3 separate regions of the Mus musculus genome follow, and all the other regions are linked to region 3. A link is a contact called in public Hi-C and promoter capture Hi-C data. All regions are on one chromosome and are shown on one strand. Each heading gives the region's core, a stretch centred on a gene start, on an enhancer-like site or on the middle of the called end of the contact. The rest is flanking DNA. Distances are from core to core; before and after follow the strand shown.

Evidence for each region. Promoter capture Hi-C pulls out the DNA fragments that hold promoters and counts their contacts. Hi-C and Micro-C count contacts between places; a contact is called where the count stands out from the background.
Region 1: a contact with region 3 is called in a promoter capture Hi-C map of liver, with 6 times the contacts expected there. The contact joins the promoter of Rab37 here to the promoter of Cog1 in region 3. A contact is called at or near these places in 2 of 39 promoter capture datasets (liver and pre-B cells) and 1 of 115 datasets of contacts at active chromatin or transcription factors (pancreatic cancer cells).
Region 2: a Hi-C map of the G1E-ER4 cell line shows a contact between it and region 3, with 6 times the contacts expected there. The contact joins the promoter of Ttyh2 here to the promoter of Cog1 in region 3. A contact is called at or near these places in 1 of 39 promoter capture datasets (liver), 1 of 15 datasets of contacts at CTCF or cohesin (pro-B cells), 4 of 484 Hi-C or Micro-C datasets (all in the G1E-ER4 cell line), 6 of 115 datasets of contacts at active chromatin or transcription factors (T-cell acute lymphoblastic leukemia, embryonic forebrain, kidney and 3 more) and 3 of 9 other capture datasets (adipose tissue, liver and pancreatic islet).

What each region holds. Positions count from the first base shown.
Region 1 is chr11:115,152,797-115,155,657 of GRCm38.p6, forward strand. Rab37 (RAB37, member RAS oncogene family) reads left to right here and starts at 1,382. Exons shown (of 9, transcript NM_021411.4): 1 at 1,382-1,495. The coding sequence starts at 1,403.
Region 2 is chr11:114,674,028-114,677,325 of GRCm38.p6, forward strand. Ttyh2 (tweety family member 2) reads left to right here and starts at 1,441. Exons shown (of 14, transcript NM_053273.2): 1 at 1,441-1,645. The coding sequence starts at 1,517.
Region 3 is chr11:113,647,758-113,650,865 of GRCm38.p6, forward strand. Cog1 (component of oligomeric golgi complex 1) reads left to right here and starts at 1,772. Exons shown (of 14, transcript NM_013581.3): 1 at 1,772-2,118. The coding sequence starts at 1,804. It also overlaps a transcript of Slc39a11 not described here.

The sequences.
Region 1 (2,861 bases), core at 132-2,631, 1.5 Mb after region 3:
GGGTCTTCCCACCTCGGTCAACCTAATTAAGATATTCCCTCACAGCATGACTCTAGGGCCTGCCAAGTTAATGATCAGTATTAACCATCACGGAACCCCTATTCCAGTATGGCCCAGTTCTAACCTACATCTCTAATGTTCCTGTTGCCAAGGAAGGCCACACACATTTTGGGTACCAGTGCCTAGGACTTCAGCATATCTCTTGGGGGACACGATGTACCCCCACAACATTAGTTTTCAGTGGACGGTGAGCAAGGGGCAAGCCACTACCCCTCTCCAATTCCCACCTCGACAAAGTCACCTCCATCCAGGCTCCGGGATCTCCTCTCAGCTGTCATGAAATAGTTCCTGCTGATGTACACAGCCATTTCCCAAGTCATAGTCACCCCAAAGCCAGCCCTCACTGCCCTCACCTAAAAAGTTGAGGGGCCCAACCCCCTTCCTACACCCCGCATCCAGTCCCCGCATCCTGTTCCTTTCTATACAGCGTTGAGATGTTGAAAAGTTGGCCCACAAGCTACTGAACCCTGGTATGTGCAACCCCAGATTCTCCATATCCCCCGTCATCCGGAGCTGCAGGGTTCCTGGGCTGTACTAGAAACAGCTCAAAACGACCCACGACTTCATGAATTCCTGTGGCACCCACTCGGTGGCTAGGCCTAGGCCTTCCCTGAATAATGTTGGCCCTATCTTGTCCCCTTGGAAAGATGGGCTTCAAGAGCTCACCTTCCCGTGGTGGGAGGACATCAGGGGCTTAGACTAACAAATGAGGGAGAAACATGGCAAAGAGCTCCAAGTGTTAGCACCACCCAGGAGCTCCCCAGATGGTCAGTGCGCTCCAAGGTGAGTGTCGGTGAAAAAGTAGGCTCAGATGAGCTGAGGTCTATCAGAACCGCTTGGGTGCTAGTCTCAGAATGCAACTTCCTGTCCAACATTGTTCAGGGACGTCCCCAGCTTCTTGCCTGCAGGTAAGTACCGGACTGTCAACTGGCTGGAGCTCGGGCGCGCCCTGCTGGCCACTGCATTGCCGCAGTAGGAAACCAAGCCCCACACCTTCCGCAGCTAGCTGGGTCTCCCGGGTCCGCAGCCTCGATGGCAATCTAACTTCACCACTGCGACCTTAATGGGCTGGTCCTGTAGCAGGACTCATTCCGTGCTGTAAGAGCACTAAACTAGGCTAATGTCTCTCAGGGGGACTGCCACTCCCTAGGGTGTGCATTCTGCGAGTCTCAGACGTCCTGGCTGGCGTCGTCGAGGGGATGGCGGGACGGAGGGAGGAGTCTATCAGGGTCCGAGCCGGTTGGTGGATGGGGAGGGAGGAGTGGGCGGAGCCTAGGGCAGGGCGGTTCCTCGCTCTCCCTCGCTTGCTTCGAGCCGGGCTCACCTCTGACTGTCCGGGGACATGACTGGCACACCAGGAGCTGCTACCGCTGGGGATGGCGAGGCCCCTGAGCGCTCCCCGCCCTTCAGCCCGAACTACGATCTCACCGGCAAGGTGGGTGGGCTCTGCGCTCAGTGCTGGGGACCCCCCAGGCCGGCACTTAGGGACATCCCTCCCGATGTCCTTTGCCTTAGGACCCTGTCCTTCCCTGTCTACACCCCTCTTCTGGAAGTGTCAGCTGGGTCTCTGGTCTGGGGCATAACCCCTGGGCTCATCCCAGTCTCTAGGGTTCTAGGCTGACCTCGGAGGGCATGGGGTAAGGCAGATCTGAAAGACTAAGACTCCCCCACCCTAGGAACAAAAACCCAGTTCCTTCTGCCACACTTTGGAATACTGGGAGACAGGGACTCTCTGAAGACACAGACAGGGCATCCCCGCCTTCAGAGGCATCTCAAGGTTAATGCCCTTTTTGAGCTAAGCCTCAAAAAGTGACACCTGTCACAGGCGTGCAGTGCTTTGGGTCCCCACTCAGCGGTACATCCCACCCTTCCCCTCCCCACTGCCTCCAGACATAGACTCACAGCTCCTTCCCAACACCCCAGGCTGCATGTAGCCAGCCTACAAGTCCACTTGGGAATTTTCAGAAGCTGAGAAAGAACATGGCAATTAGTGACCATGGCCCACTCTCCCCCTCCCCCCGCCCGGCCCCCCGACGACCTTAAAGGCAACTCTCTGGGGTGCATACATTCTGCAGGAATGCCCTGAATAAAAGGATGTCTGTCACCACCTCTCTTATTGGTGTCCTTGGCTTAAGCAAGTACATGGAACTCTAAAAAGAGATGCTGAGCCAGCCAGCCTCTTGCACTATTTTTCTACAGGGTTTAGGAGAGAGAAGTAAGAGCTATGCCAGGTAGAAGTGATGCCTGGTCTTGAAGGGTACCTGCCTCTTTCAGGGTCTTGGTTCCTCTCAAACACCAGATCTCACTCTCACTAGGAGCTTCACATCTCCACCCCCTAGGGTTTCAGGGGAAGCCAGTCAGCCAGCCTACCCACCCAGAGACGTTGAGATAGGCGTCCTGTGTGGGCTTGTGGCAGGAAATGGGGCTCTAAGTCCTCAGGGGAGGGGAGTTGCTGATGGCCAGCCCCCACCCCCAGGCTGATGGGGATCTCCTGACCTCCTAGCCCTGCAGGACAACTGAGCTGTTTACCTAGGAGGTGGCAAGGCTGAGCAGCTGTTTGTGTTTGGTGGACTTGATGGGCTGGGTGACCGGCTGCATCATTTGCTCAAGGCAGCTGTGATCTGTAAAGTACACAAATACCGGTATTCGCCTGCCTCCCTCCCTCCCTCCCCCTGTATGGCTGGGGCCCCAGAGCCATCAGAGTGCCTGCTGGGAGCACCTGCAAAATAGCTGACCCCCAGCCTGCCAGGCTTGGCCCAGTCCTGAGTCTGTAGCTGTGGGAAAAGAGCATGATGAGAAAA
Region 2 (3,298 bases), core at 191-2,690, 1.0 Mb after region 3:
GCCACTGGGAAGCAGCCACAGCCCAGCCCGGCCCTTGCACTGCAGATCTTGGGGTTTCCTGACTGGATTCCCTTTCTCCCCTGCCCATTAGTCCCTCACCCCACAAGATTTCTACCCACCATGGAATCCTCTGGAGACATCAGCCTAACTGTTCCCTGTGGAGGCACCCCCCAAGCTAGCCACCCTCATGCCAGCTCAGGACAAAAGCACTGGACGTGTTTATAATCACCGAGGTTTAGAGCCTCCCCTCCCTACTAAACACGTGGAAAGACAGGAAACTGGAAAGAGACTTTGCTCATCACTAGGTGTCCTAGGCTCGGGAGGATTCCTAGACAATCCTGGACTAGCGAGACATCTGTGAGAACAAGGTGGGTTAGGGGGTTGATGGTGCCTCGGCTGTCCGGGGCAGATGTAGCAGCCAGGCTCTAGCAACTATAGAACAGAGCTGACTGTGAGAAGTCCTAGCGGCCAGGGAGCAGGGAAGCACTCCTAGCAAGGTTCTTTGATAGAGCAAGAGTGCCTGTTTTAGGGGCACCACAGCACCTAGTTAGAAATTCTCCCTGCCCTCTCTGGGGTCTCCTTTCCTTCCTCTGCCTGCAGCACTAAGCATCCTCCCTCCAGCTGGCTCCCCAGCGCTGTGCCCAACCAAGCCTGGCCCTGACTTGGCTCTCGAGTTTGCCACCTAACGTGTTGACTGGTACCTGCCCACCACCTACCTCCTGCTTAAGACCCTTGTGCAAGCCGGGCGGTGGTGGCGCACGCCTTTAATCCCAGCACTTGGGAGGCAGAGACAGGCGGATTTCTGAGTTCGAGGCCAGCCTGGTCTACAAAGTGAGTTCCAGGACAGCCAGGACTACAGAGAAACCCTGTCTCGAAAAACCAAAAAAAAAAAAAAAAAAAAAAAAAAAAAAAAGACCCTTGTGCTCCCAGCTTCAAGGCCAGGCTGCTCTACATAATGAGTTCCAGGACAGAAAGCATAGTGAGGCCCAGTCTGGGGAATAATTAATAATAATAATAGTAATAGTAGAATGAATTAGGGACTAGCCCAGCCTCCTAGGTAATGATTACTAATTATCCACTGGCTCTTTAGTCTTTTTTTCAAAATCTTGCCTTTTTTTTAAGATCAGGTCTCACATAGCCCAGGCTGGCCTCCAACTCATAACAGACCTGAGGAAGACCTTTGAATTCTTGATCCTTCTGCCTTACCATCCTAAGGCACGCACCATCAAACCTGGGCCACTATTCTGATGTTGATAGCAAGGATCAGGGCATGTTTTTGAGCCCAATTTCTGGAGTGGGTGTGTGTGTCCAGGAATTGGCTCAAGAGGAGGGGTGGGGCAGGGCCCGAGGTGGGGGCGGGACCTGAGCAGAGCCTCGTGCATGGTGGGGCGTGTCCTCGCCTAGGGCTGGATATGGGGCGGGGTTTAGGCGAGGCGGGGCCGGGTCGCTTCCGAGCCGGGTAGTGGTGGTAGCGGCGTTGGCAGGGGCAGTGGACCCGCTGCAGCTTGTGCAAGCCATGCCGGCGGCGCGAGTGGAGTACATCGCGCCCTGGTGGGTCGTGTGGCTGCACAGCGTTCCGCACCTCGGCCTGCGCCTGCAGCGAGTAGACAGCACCTTCAGCCCCGGCGACGAAACTTACCAGGAGGTAAGCCCATGAGCCGAGCCACGGAGAGGGACCCTTAGAGTGAGAGCCAGAGCCGGCCTGCGCTCGCCCAGGTCCCACTCCTTTCTCTCTTGCCTCGGCATCCCGCGCTCTCCGCGCTTCTCAGACCCCCTTGGTCCCCATTTGGGCCCTCTCAGCTCTCCCGGGTTCCTTGGCCGGGACGCTCGACCTAGCTGGAAATCTCGGAGTTGGTAAAGCTGGAAACACTGGGGAAGAAGAGGAAGGACGCGGAGGCTGCGCTCGGGTGGCGGGGGCTGAGCCTTCCAAAGACTTACAGTGGGGGTGGGGCATCTGAATCGGCGTGACTGGCGGCCGAGGTGTGTGGGTGCTTAGAGGTGCTGCAAAGTTCCCCTTCTGAGACTCCCGACACCAGACGATTTCTCTCCCGGCCCTGATGGCCTGAGAAAAAGTTTAGGCAGAAACCGACTTGAGTCTCCGGAGTCCTTTGCGCTCCTTTCCCCAGCCCCAGCCCCAGCCTGAAGGGTAGCAGCCACTGCCAATACCTCTGCCTTGGCTTCTTCACAAAGGCTGCGGGGCTGAAAGAAGCGGCGTGGGTGACTAATCTCTTGGATGCCAAAACCCCACAGCTGTTGGAGTCCAGGATGGAAGGTGGCTTCAGATCCACCCCGTCTCGCACCACGTCCAGCATCTACCCCGTCTGTTCTGGTGTTCCTTCCCTATAAACTTCTAGGCTCTGAAATTCTGAGGTCTTGGTTCCCGGGCCAGCTACCCTCCTTATCTTTATACTTCTTAACTGTCCCTGATGAAGGGGGACGTTCCCTTGCGGGTTTGGAGGTCAGGTCCAGGCTTCTGACCTCCTTTCCAGACCCTGCAACGGTCTCTCAGCAGATCTCAGCCGCGGTTAAACCCACGGCGGCCTCTGCGGCCCGGCTGAGTCAGTTCCCTCTGCTGGGTCAAAGATTCAGGGGCTGAGGCGACTTGGGAGGAGGCCCATTATTAGTTCAGAGCACTGTGCTCATGTTGGACTTTGACCTGCAGTGGTTGGCACGGTGTCCTAATCTCCATAGTGGGGCATCTGGCTGAGCAGGGCTTCTCTAGACTGCCCAGGAGTGGCTTCTTGTCCTCCCAGATTGTCCTCGTTCTGAGGCCAGGGGCTCCCGAACCGTGTGCTGTGCTCTGCCCAAGAAGAGCCAGTACCCCAGAGTCTAATTATAACTTTCAATGGCTCTACTACTTGCGGGCTTGGGCTGTTGGTTTCTGTTCTTCTGGGAGGATGGGACCCCCTTTGTGCTACTGGAGGCACTGTCAGCCCTAGGCACTGCAGCCGCCCCCGCCCCCCCCCACCCCCGACCCCCCTCGCCCCCCCAGTCTTGTCTGGCCCTGGAAGGAAGACTTGTTCCCTGAGGCCTGGTGGCTACTGGCAAAGCACCAGGGAGTCTTCCTTCAGCTAATGCTTAAAAGGGGACGGATATGGTTTCCGAACAGCTGTGTTGGGGGTGTGGAGAGAGCCCTGGGTCCCAACCATATTTTCTCCTCTCTCCTGGAAGAAATCTAGCCCCTCAGCTGGGTCAAGGGACCTCTGGCTTGGAAGGGGTTGACTCGGGCTCTCCCTCACCCCCACAGCCTGAGCCTGACCCCACCCACCCCAGTCTAGGGATAGGCAGGTGTGTGGTG
Region 3 (3,108 bases), core at 522-3,021:
CACATGGAACTGATCATAGCCTATCGTGTTCCCCTCAGTGTAGGAAAGGTGTTAGCTTACTAACTCTTGGGGAACTGGAAGCTTGAGGAATAAGTGTTAGGCTCCCAGGGCAAGCTACAGACCACGGTTCTGATTTTCAGAGAAAATGGATGTATTGATAACACAGTGAGCTGCTGGGCAGGATGTGCAACTAAGCTGAAGAGACAGGAGCAAAGAGAGGGCGAACATTCCTAATCCAAGGTATACCACAGGGTGATCCAACCTGCAGATACCCATCACCAGCGCTGGCACCTGAAACTACAGCTGCAGCCACTGTCCCTGCCAGTCCTGCACACTAGGTGTTGTGGGTGAGACCTAGCCTCTACAAGGCTGAAATCCCTGCACCAGGGCATCGCTGCCTTCAAAGGCCCAAGAAGGTCTTGTGGACCAGTCCCAGGCCCCAGGCTGGCACAGTAGGTGCAAGAAGTCCTGGGGAAAGTTTCTGCCTGACAGAGAAGCGCTTCCAAACACGGAAGACAGATTCTGCAGGCTCAGAAGCAAAACAGCACCAAAGCAGCCGGTAGCGCGGGACTATAGAAAGGACTGCACGTCACCGCTGCGCCACCAGGGGGCGCGCTGTGCTGGGGGAACTCTGACGCGTAGGCGGTATCTCAAGCCAAGTGGCTTGAGTTCTGAGTTAACCCCCTTCCCCGAGGTAAGTAAAATTCCCTGGGCTTCAGTTGTGCATAGAGCAGGGACTCTTCTTGCTGGAATGTCGTAAGTAAACCCCCTTATTTAGATATCAATCTATTGCTGTGACATTTGCCTCGAAGTAGTGGCAGTGGTGAACGGGAGAGAAAACCCAGAGGCTGTCTGTGGTACAGGGCTGCTGAACACACAATACTGTTTTCTCTGTGTTAACATAGGAAAGAATTCTTCAGCAAACTTTTCCAAAACGAAGGGCCCTGAACGGACTTATGAACAGCAAGCCAGAACGTCCAGGTTTTCTTACTGGGTCAATCTCAGGATGTCCAATCCTCTGGCATCATGGACTCCCCATCGTTCTCCACCACAGGAGGCCTGTAACAGGGAAACCCATTTTGTGGCCACTAAACAATATTTAAATAAAATAGAAGACCCAGGTAACAAGGTGGACCACAGCCGTCACTCAGATCTCCAGCTGCCAAGTCCTAAGGGAAGAGTCCCAAGGCCCAGTCCTGGTTGCTGTGATGGTCTATCGAAGGCAAAAGCGTGCATGCATGTAAGACCGACAGCAACACGACCATACGTGCATCTTTACCATAATGAACCCCACGGTGAAGCTCTTCCCTCCCCAGGAAAGGGTTTGGGTGCGACGCAAGGGGCTCCGGGCCACTAAGACTTTGACCACCAAGTACAACCTTAACTATTTCGCTTCTCTAAGGAAACGAGCGCTCAGGGTAGGCGAGATGGCACAGCAGGCAAAGGCGATTGCCGCCAAAGCCGATAAAATTCCATCTAAAATTCTATACTGAGATCCTCATGGCAGGAGTGAGCCTCCTGCAACTTATGACCTCCGCGCGCATCTGTTTCTGTCGCACGTACTCCACCTACATAGGGTGAGAATGGGGAGGAAGAGGGAAGGAAGGAAGAGTGAAGGAGAGAGAAGGGAGATTGTAACAGTAAAAAATAAGCTCTGGAGAGCAGCACTGCCACCGAGGCTCAGTCCCTGGGACCACCGAGGCTCCCGACCTGGCGGAAGCACTTCCGCCCCCATCCATGATGGCGGGAGGGCGGGGCGGGGCTGGCAGGCGGAAGCGGCCGGCGGATCCCTGGCTTAGCACCATGGCGGCCGCGACCGCCTCCTCCGCGCTCAAGCGGCTGGATCTGCGCGATCCCAACGCGCTCTTCGAGACTCATGGAGCGGAGGAGATCCGCGGGCTGGAGCGCCAGGTCCGAGCCGAGATCGAACACAAGAAGGAGGAGCTGCGGCAGATGGTGGGCGAGCGGTACCGCGACCTGATCGAGGCGGCGGACACCATCGGCCAGATGCGCCGCTGCGCCGAGGGCCTGGTGGACGCCGTGCAGGCCACCGATCAATACTGCGCCCGCCTCCGCCAGGCCGGCTCCGTGGCGCCCCGGGTCCCACGGGCCCCGCAGGTCAGTCCGGGATCCGAACCCGCCACGTCCCTCCGCCCCCGCCGCCCGGCGGACCCCACCCCTCACCTTCCGCCGGAGGAGCCCGCCCCTCGCCGCCGCGGGCTACCGGGAGGCGTCTGCGGGCCTTCCTCGGGACGCTGGTCCGCTGCCGAAAAGCCAGCCGGCCTTTTGCTCCGGGAGCCTTCCCGGACTTCCGGACGATTCCCTCGCCTCCCGTGGGTTCGCTGCGCTCTCCTTCCCTTTTAACTGAAAACGCCAGGGGTCTCTCGACTGTCAGATCTCTCCCGTTAGCTCACACCTTCCTGTCAAAGTCATTCATTCATTCCCCATCCCACCCTGAGCCCGACCGAGCCTGGAGAATTGGGGGAGGGTAGCCTCAGCCGTCAGACCCTCCCCCTTTTAATAGGTGAGCAGTTTCATTTCAGGCTGGTTTAAAAAACTCAGGGTATCCTGATGTCCTCCCATGAAACGTTTAAGACCCGATGCGGATCGAATTCTGACATTGGGTGTTGGCTTAGGAATGAGCAGAGGGCGCCGAGGGTAAATAGTTTTTAACCTAGGAGAACTTACTGTAACAGAAGAAGAAATTACAAAAGCACACTAGCCCACATGTGGAGCCAGCTTTCTTGCGCTACTTAGGTGTCAGAAAATCCAAGCCAAAAAAACTAGGGCAGTATAATGAACGTGGGCAAAGAAGGTTGGAACTTTGTCAGCCTGTCACTCCCTAAGCTACACATTAAGTACAGCCCCCTTCCCAAATGGACAGACTTAGCTGGCTAGCTTCAACTATGTAAGCCCAGTCTTAGAAATGGATTGATTTTCATGGTTATGGCTGGTGCATTTCTGGGGGAATGCCCTCTCCGTTCAAATCATAAACAGGAGCCTCCCAAGATGTTCTTGAAGTTTACATTCTAATTAAAGAAAGAAATTCTTGGGAAATTGAATTTTTAAAATATGAATAATTTAGAATGGCAGTAGAAAATAGTTTAG